Regions from separate parts of the Mus musculus genome. Here regions 2 and 3 are each linked to region 1. A link is a contact called in public Micro-C and promoter capture Hi-C data. All regions are on one chromosome and are shown on one strand. The core of a region is the stretch at or near the end of the contact, and the rest is flanking DNA. Distances in the headings are between cores, read along the strand shown.

Region 1 (3,014 bases), core at 360-2,859:
CAGGCAGAACTGTGTTCGCTGACTTAGCACTGCACCACTGAAGGTGCCCCGCCAGGCACGTGTGTGGAGGCACGAAAGTGGGCAGAGTCCCCACCTGAGTCTGCAGCCTTCGGTGCTGAGTCACAAGTACCCTGCTCGGAACGTGAAATCTTCGGAATGCCCTTTAAAATGAGCCTGCAGCTTTTGCAAGCGCACGCAAACACTCACACCAGAAAGCCACTCAGGAAACCCACACAAGGCTACACGCTGTGGAAATTAAAAAGCGGAGGTTGGGAACCAACGGATGGAAGAGCCGGCACCCCTAGTGGGATTTCCGCCCCCACTCGGGTCAGTTTCCCCAGGGGCTTCTGCCCCGGATGTTTCGGATCTAAAACACGACTTCAGTGCTTCCCCCAGATCACCCAGCAATCTTTGCCTGAGAGATTTCAGACCAGCCACCGGGAATAAACGACACGCTTAATTTACAATTCAGGCAGAATGCTTATTAGAGGAAAAGGGAAGGGAGAAAAAAAAACTTAATTTGAGCAAGATACCAGCTACCTACAGGAAACTGGATGCAGTTTAAAGTTCTTAGTGGTTAAAGCTTTAAACTAATGGAAATGGGTCCGTTTAAAAAGAAACTTCTTAAACCTTATCGTCTCACATATCAAATGAAAAAACTTGGGCTTTGGGTTATATTCATACTCACACTCACACACCCTCCTTTAAGAAAAATAAAGAAGAAGAAAAAGAAAAGAAGGGCCTTCTGAGGGTGAAGTTGCACCAATGCCAGACGCAGATCTGCAATTCCGGAGGCTTTTTCCCCTCCCTGGGCTGGCAAGATACTCAAAGATGTGGGGGGCAGGGGTTATGAATATGAGAATATAGCCCTTCGAGCATCCCCGCCTAACCACCACCTTTCTGGTAGTTAATAATCTGACCGTGTCAGCGCGTGGACAGTGAGGGGTTAAAGGCATACCTACCGAAGCGGCTGTGGTCTTTCCTGGTTCCCTGGATAGTACCGTTGGGGAAGATCTCTAAATGAAATCCAGTCCTGCAGTACAGCTGCCTCCGCCTGAGAATCCCCTTTAAATGATCCAAGTCCGTGACTGCGGGGCCCCGGGGCAGCCCCCCTGCTTCGGACTGACCCAGGTGGTCACTTAGCAACACCGGACTGTCCACCGGCAACACCGGTACGTTCCCGAACGGTACCGCGTCCTGCACACCGAAATAGCTCCCAACTTCACCTAAGGGAGCCATCAGAGGACTCGGCTTTTAAGCACAAGAATAAACAATAATGATGGTATCAACCAGGAGACACTAGGCGAGGTATATCCAACTCCCCTCCCTTGCCGCAGTTGCAGACAGAGAGGGAAAAAGGGTTCTTTTCTTCAATCCATCCGATGCATAAATAAAAGTAATCGGCTGTTTCTCTGGCACAGGTTCAAGGTCAAACCACTGATAGTCTAAGAAGCCACCACTTTATACTCACACACTGACATTGATCAACACAGCTATGCATCGCTACATATGGAGCCTCGACTCTCAGCAGGCAGAAAGGTCTTCATCCCATCCGACCGTAATAAGGGAAAAAAATCCGTAGTTTCTCCATTTGCTTAGAGATCAGAATGACCATAGCAACGTAAGTGCCTGGGCGATATTACAGGGATTTTTAAGATGCTCGGGCTACGTCAGAATTTACGGATCCTGACTCCAGAAAGGCATGCGCTGTTTTTACTCTCTAACCGACTCTGCAGACATCAGCATGAATCCTTCAAGGGGAAAAAAAAAATCTCACGTTGGCGGCGGCGACAAATCTCTCCTCCCAGTCCCTCCTCCAAAAAATAAAGATAATATAACAAAAAGAAGGGGGAAAAAACTTTCGGCGTCCAAAGCTAGTATCCAGAACGCTGCAGAGGCTCTGCGGAGGTCCAGCGGCTTGCAGTGAGGCGAGCGGCAAGCGGCGGGCGAGGACCGCGTCCCGGAGCTCGCGTGCTGCCCGGGCTGCCGCGAACAGGTGTCGCCGCGCGGGCCGCGCAGCGCCGTGGCCGCGGAGCGCTCCTCCTGCGCAGCCCCCGCCGGCGCGCAGAGTGGCGCAGGCGGCGGCATTGGGCCGGGTTTAAGGTAGCGCGGCGGCCGCCCCGCTCCGCCCGGTCCTAGCGCCCGCCCTGACGCTCGAGCCGCTCTGCCGCAGGCCGGGCACAGGCGGGCAGAGCGCGGGACTTCTCCGGGAGGACGACCTAGGAAACCCGGCTTTAGAGACGCCGGAGACGCGGTGCCAGAGACGGGAAGCAGCAGCCCGAAGACATTCGGCCACAAGAAATCTAGCTTGCTAGAGACGCAGGGTCAGAGGGGAACTGAGAAAGCAGTTTTCGCGCGGACTCTGTAACCTTGCGTCGCATTATAAAATAGACTGGGAGGGAAGGGTTGGTGTAGGGAGCTTGGTTGGACAGGGCAGTTTCTCTTTCATTCTACAGCCAGACTTACAGACGCGCAAACAATATTGCAGGTAAGACAGTTGGGTGTGAGTCAGATTCTTCTCTCTCTCTCTCCCTCTCTCTCACTCTCTCTCTCTCTCTCTCCCTCACACACACACACACACACACACACACACACACACACACACACACACAAAACACACACACTGGTGGGCCCACACTCGGGTTTGTTAAGGGAATTCTGGTTCGCATCTTTGAGTTGTTCGGGTCCTGCCTCCCCCCAGGTTCCCGCGGCTAGGAGCAAAGGGCACCCAGGGCGCCTGAAAACAGCCCCTGTCCTTGAGTTCGACTCACGCCCCAGATCTGAGTGTGCGTCTTCAGGGAGAAGGTTCCAATGAGTTCTCTCTCGCCCCCAAACAAAGCTACTCAGGACGGGCTTTGCCACCTTGAGCTCTACTTTGCCTGGAAGTGAAAGGCTCGAGTTCCAGGGTTGCTCCATGGCCCGAAGCTCTCTGCATAGCCTAAGAGCCAGACAGGAGCCGCCGGCTGGGCACGGGCGCTGTTCGCTGCTCAGGGCTCGCTCGCTGCCGCGGGTGA
Region 2 (2,878 bases), core at 332-2,831, 2.2 Mb before region 1:
CTCACTGACCTTATGAGTCCTCAGAGCCAGACATGTAGCTCTTGCTAATTTTATGTTGGTATTTTCAAGTTTTGGAGCCTTTCAATAAAAATCTGGGTTCCTCTTAGGTTTTTTGTTTTTGTTTTTTTTTTTCCAGTTAAAAGGAAAGTTTACTGGGACATTCATGCCACTACTGCACCAATAAAGATATCTTGCCAGGTTACTCCTTATTGTAGTTTGCATGGCTCATGGCTGACATGACATCATGTGCCAAACACACCTTTTGACGTCATCTAACTTTTGTGACCTGCCAAAGGGAAATGGCGAGGAACAGAGTTTTCATCACTATGAGTATTTGGGGGAGAGGACAGGGCTCTACAATGAATCTGGAGGGTGTTCCGGTTCAGCCAACTGCAGGTAGCAATGCTCAAGGTCAACACAAAACAAGTGCTGAATTGTGGGGGAGCTGTGAGAAAAGAAGTGCCAAGGATTTGTCATATAAAGGGCACTGAGGGCCAGACTCAGAGACCGTTGGGCTTTTGTTCGAATCACTACCATGGGGAGGATTGTGCTTTAGCATAAATCTGAGGGGTCTGATGATGGGATCAATTTCATCGAACAAAACTTGGCAGCTGGTCAACGCACTTGCAGGAATAGTATGCCAATTCCTGCCAGAGAATTAAAGAACCATGATATGATGGCAGTGTCCCCAGACCACCGCTAAGAAGCATTTCTTGGTGCCCACGTTGCTCCGGGTGCCCGTACATTCTAATTTACATCCCTCTGGGTTTTTTTTTTTTTTCAGATTTATTTATTTTATGTATGAGTGCACTGTAGCTGTCTTCAGACACACCAGAAGAGGACATCAGATCCCTTTACAGATGGTTGTGAGCCACCATGTGGTTGCTAGGAAATTGAACTCAGGATCTCTGGAAGAGCAGTCGGTGCTGAGCCAGCTCTCCAGCCAGATCGCTCATCCCTGTCCTTACACTTTCCAATTCGCAGTTCCTCTCGTAAATACCCCAAGTTATGGGAAAGCCACATAGCCAGGAAGCAGTCTTCAGGGAAGGTCCCCAAGAACGGCACCCATCCCATTCACCGTCCACTAGGATTTGGGGCACAGTGTCCTGACCTCAGACTCGGAGGCAGAGGAGCCTGGCAGTGTCACGCCGCCCCGCTGAACCCTCCGTGCAGGAAGCACAAGCGTGCAGTACCATGGGGTGCTGACCGGAAGCGTGTGCGACTTAAAACCCGTACATTTCTGGACCCTCAAAAGGTAGACACCCTCTTTTTTTCTCGGGTGCAGCGACACCCAAATGAAACTCAGACGTCCCCTTGGAGGAATGTGAGGTGACGACCAAGGTCTTCTCCAACTCTAGAACTCTACGCATGGCTTTTGACAGGAGGCCGGACCGAAGCCGCACTCCAGGGCCTTCATTCAGGAAGTAAAGCACGAAATCCCGCGAGACTCTCCGGGCACTTCAGGGGCTTAGCGCTTTAAGCGAGTAGGCGGGGCGCCCACCTTACCTCATCCGCCCGGCCTCACACGAGTACCGCTTCCACTCCGATCCCAGGGTTCCCTGCGCGGCGGGCGCGCTTCTAGTGCGTTCGGCGCGCGGGCGGTGTCGCGCATGCGTTCGCCTGTGGCTCCGCCCACTCCGCCCTCGCCTTGCCGCACCGCCGCTTGGGGTTGTTTCCCACCCGGTACCCGCTGGGCACCAGCTATGTGGCACGTCCCTCTTCGGCAGTGAAGGGACAGAAGCGTCCTAGGCCTCTCCACCCTAGCTGACGCCTTCGCGCCAAGGGCCGCCATGGCCACGGGGTTCTCCTTCGGGTCTGGGACCCTCGGCTCCACCACTGTGGCCCCCGGCGGGACCGGAGCGGGCAGCGGCTTCTCCTTCGGGACCGTCGCGTCTAGGTAATGGTGCCGCCTAGCAGGGGACCCTGGTGCTTCCCCGCGGAGGTCTGCACATCGAGGCCTGCCTTCAGGCTGCTAGGCTTCCCTACGAGCCGCGCAGTGGGCTGTGGACCCCTGCCGCCGAGGCTCTGCAGTCCCCGGTCGCGCCGCGACGACGCGGAGTGGGCCCGACTGCGGGAAGCGGCCTGGAGTCGCGGCTACGCCTACGCGACCCCTCGGGTTCAGGGATAGAATGAGTGTTGAATGAATGACAGCTTGTTGCTGGCTTTTAGGAACAGAAAAATAGGTAGGATGTAAGTTAAAAAAAATATCCCCGGGTGGTTTAGATTTCGGTTTTGAACGTTACGATGCATTGGATTTATGATTTTTTGTTTGTTTCAAGCCTTTGTGCCACAGGACCCCCTTCTGTCTTTTTAACATTTTTATGGCATGTATTGTATCATAGTTATTTTGTGCCCTATACAGATTAGCATAGCATCGCAAAGCATTTTGTGTTATAACCATCCACCACATGATCTTTTCCGTTCACTGCAAGCTTAAGTGGTATATTCTTCAGTTTGTGTAATAGATTCCGGTAGTGACAGATGAGTAGCTAGGGATTCCAAAAAGCTATTTCACTGAAAGCATTAATCACTCAGACTCGGCCTTTGGTAAAGAGTTGATCAAATGAGGAAATGTGTACTCGAAGGACAGGTATCTCCCGAGGCATAACAAGACCTATAGGCTTAATGTCTCAAAGAAAGCTCGCTCTCTCTCTCTCTCTCTCTCTCTCTCTCTCTCTCTTAACAGCCCCCGTTAGATACAGCAAATCCAAAATAACAGTACAATCAGACTGCCCCAGTTAAGTCCCATTTTTGCATATGCTTTCTTAATCTTCACTACCTATGTTGTCGAGACACAGGCGACGGTGTGCTCTGCTGTCTCTTTTAACTTTCACCTTGTTTTCTTGTGTCATCGATTAACTGGCTTTAGGTTTGTCGT
Region 3 (2,750 bases), core at 21-2,520, 2.3 Mb before region 1:
CGGCTCGGGGCGGCTCCTCCTTGACGCACTCCAGGCTGGCGGTGAGCGAACCGGGCAGAACCAGGTTGCCCGGGCCCGCCGCGCGCACCGCCTTCTCCTCCTCCTCCTTGCCGCGCTTGTCCCTCCGGTGCCAGCGCATGCTGCTGAAGATCCCTTTCAGCCCCCTCTTTTGTTTGCCGCCAGCCTTGCTCGCCTCGGCATGGTCTCCCTTGCCGGTCTCCGATCGCCCGTTCTTTTTCAGCAGGGAGAAGAAGCTGTGGGACTTGGCCACCGAGCTGCTGGCCAGGGAGCCCAGGCCAGGCCCGGAGGGTTTGGGGGGTCCGGGGATCGGCCGGGCCCCGCTGTGATCGCTCCCGCCAGGCGGCTCCTCCTTCTTGCTGCCCTCCAGCACCAACACCTCGGCTAGTCCGTCGTGGGTCCTGCTTCTCACCATTCCCGTCGGCCCCGAGCTCTTCCCATCCCCTTTGTTTTTGACCCCAAAAATGCTGGGCATGGTGCCCCCCGATTTCCTTTTCTTGAATAACTTGAACGCAGCCTTATTGATCTTCCCCGACGGCGGCTCTGCGGCGGGCGTCTCCGCGGCGCACTCACAATGCGAGTCCATGTCTGCAGCGAGGGCCCCGGCCTGCTCCTGCCTCCCGCAGACCCCCGCGCGCGCGCCGCCGCCGCGCTCGCTGACAGCCGCGCCGCCGCCGCGGCTCCTGCCCGTCTCCATGGAAACCGAGTGGGATCAGCCGCTGTCGTCAGCCGTAGGCTCGCGCCAGGCCACTGTCACCCGCGTTCTAAATCAACCTGAGCGGCTCTCGCTGCTGCGCTGTGGCTACTGCAACTGCGGCGGCTGAAGCGCACAAACCGGACTATCTCCCCTCCTGCCAAGGGCTTATATAATATCCTGGGTGCCACATAGGTTTTTGTGTAGCAAGAGCCTTCATCGCAGCCTCGAGGCGAAAGAAAAAAATGAAATTCATAATTATGGGCTTTGGATCCCAGTGCGTTGATTCTCACCACCTCAGGTTCTTCTTCCTCTAGCCCAGCTTTTCCTAGGATCGCAGCTTCAAAAATTAACACATGCGTCCCCCATGTCCACAAAGAACAATGCCTTTTCCTTTATCATCTGTTTTGGACTTCATGCAGCCTCCTATCTTTCTCCGGTCCTTCACATAGGTCTTAGCGTGTGGGTACTAAGCCCAAGAGGCACCATGCCAATCTGTTCACGCCTGCGTCTGGTCCAGTGCCGAATGTAGTCCTCTTCAGGTTGATGCTGTATTCTGATCATGTGGCTCTGATTTCCTGTTACAGAAGCAACAGCCGTCAGTCAAATACCAATTAGCAGCTCTCAGCAACGAAAGTGCAACAGTCCCCTAGGGTTCGCTGGTCCTTTGGGAGACCACAAAGCTTTTATCCCCCACCCCAGTGACATGGGGCTTAAGTCACAGAAGCCACCAATTGGTCACAATAGACTGAGCACACTGAGAACTTAGGTTGGAGAATTCTGATCCCTCTGCAGGTGGGTCTTAGAGGCCTGGGCTCAGTCTTCCTCTTTCATTCAGGGGTATGGTAAGTATACCTCTCTCTGTTGTGCCCAGCCTACCCCTGTCTAAGAACACCCAAGGACCCCACTCGCTGTCTTTCCCAATAGGACAGGGGGGAAAACCAGACAGGGGTCAGAGGTCGTCCCTGTGGTTGCTTCTGACCCCACTGGTCTAGAGGCAAAGGGAACTGGGTTCCAGAGAACAACCTGTGTGGGTAAGGTTTCTGTGTTCTGACTTTGAAGACAACTGCTAACATTGTAGCTTTTCCTAACCAAGGGCTTGCCAGCAAAATAGGGAAGGATTTGGAAAAGATTCATGTTTTATAATCCTTAATAACCCTATTTTAAAAATATTGATTATATATAGTGATTATTTGATTGTATATACTATTTACATACAAACACCAGTCTTTCCTGCTTCTCTTGAATTTATTTTCCACAAGTTACTTATATTTTGCAGATTCAGAGTTACTTATATACTGTACTTATACTGAACTGCAGATTCAGTTGTTGGCCAAGGCAGCCTCCAGGGTTCACAGTTAGACCATGGAGTTGAGCAGTCATGTTGCTCTTTCTCATCTCAATGAAAAAACGGCTCTAAACTGAGACTGGAATCAAAGGACCTTTCTGTTTTCAGAGTTCAAACCCCACCAGCTCTTTCCACCTACTAACAGGACTCTTTATGGACAGAATATACAACAACAGACTTTTAAAAAAAAATGAGTTTTCTTTTCAAAATATTTACTTCTTTTGTATGTGTGTATTGTGTGTTATGTGTCTGGGCACACACGTACCACAGCAGAGGACAACCTGTGGAAGTTTTCATCTTCTACCTTGTGGGTCCTAAGGATCAGTTATCAAACTTGGGGGCAAGAATCCTCACCTACTGAGCCCTCTCACTGGCCCACTTCCTGAAGCTCTAATTGATCATGTGACATGATGGAACAGAGTCCCGTTTGCCCTGCAAAAGATTAGACATGAAGAACTATAAAGAGAAAGTCACTTGTTATTTCTTTGAAAGCTTTTGGAGGACAATTGGAAGTCTGTCTCAGTTCTTTACACACACACACACACACACACACACACACATCAACACACCATGCTGGCTAGAAAGTGTGTTACTATATATGTAACCATGCCAGTCTGAAATTGCTTTAGACCACAATTGGGAGGAACAGTCTAGAAAAACCACAAGTCTCGAAGTCTAAGAGCTGGAGTA

What was found. Promoter capture Hi-C pulls out the DNA fragments that hold promoters and counts their contacts. A called contact is a pair of places that touch in the nucleus more often than the background predicts.
Region 2: a contact with region 1 is called in a promoter capture Hi-C map of liver, with 4 times the contacts expected there. The contact joins the promoter of Nupl1 here to the promoter of Fgf9 in region 1. A contact is called at or near these places in 2 of 39 promoter capture datasets (hippocampal neurons and liver).
Region 3: a Micro-C map of embryonic stem cells shows a contact between it and region 1, with 2.9 times the contacts expected there. The contact joins the promoter of Amer2 here to the promoter of Fgf9 in region 1. A contact is called at or near these places in 5 of 39 promoter capture datasets (cranial neural crest, liver, pre-B cells and 1 more) and 1 of 484 Hi-C or Micro-C datasets (embryonic stem cells).

What each region holds. Positions count from the first base shown.
Region 1 is chr14:58,071,281-58,074,294 of GRCm38.p6, reverse strand. Fgf9 (fibroblast growth factor 9) reads right to left here and starts at 1,609. Exons shown (of 3, transcript NM_013518.4): 1 at 963-1,609. The coding sequence starts at 1,239.
Region 2 is chr14:60,250,182-60,253,059 of GRCm38.p6, reverse strand. Nupl1 (nucleoporin like 1) reads left to right here and starts at 1,581. Exons shown (of 15, transcript NM_170591.2): 1 at 1,581-1,897. The coding sequence starts at 1,791. Gm38641 (a long non-coding RNA gene) reads right to left here and starts at 1,586. Exons shown (of 3, transcript XR_874661.1): 1 at 1,507-1,586.
Region 3 is chr14:60,376,212-60,378,961 of GRCm38.p6, reverse strand. It overlaps Amer2 (APC membrane recruitment 2), which reads right to left and starts at 1,270. Exons shown (of 1, transcript NM_028113.4): 1 at 1-1,270. The coding sequence starts at 715.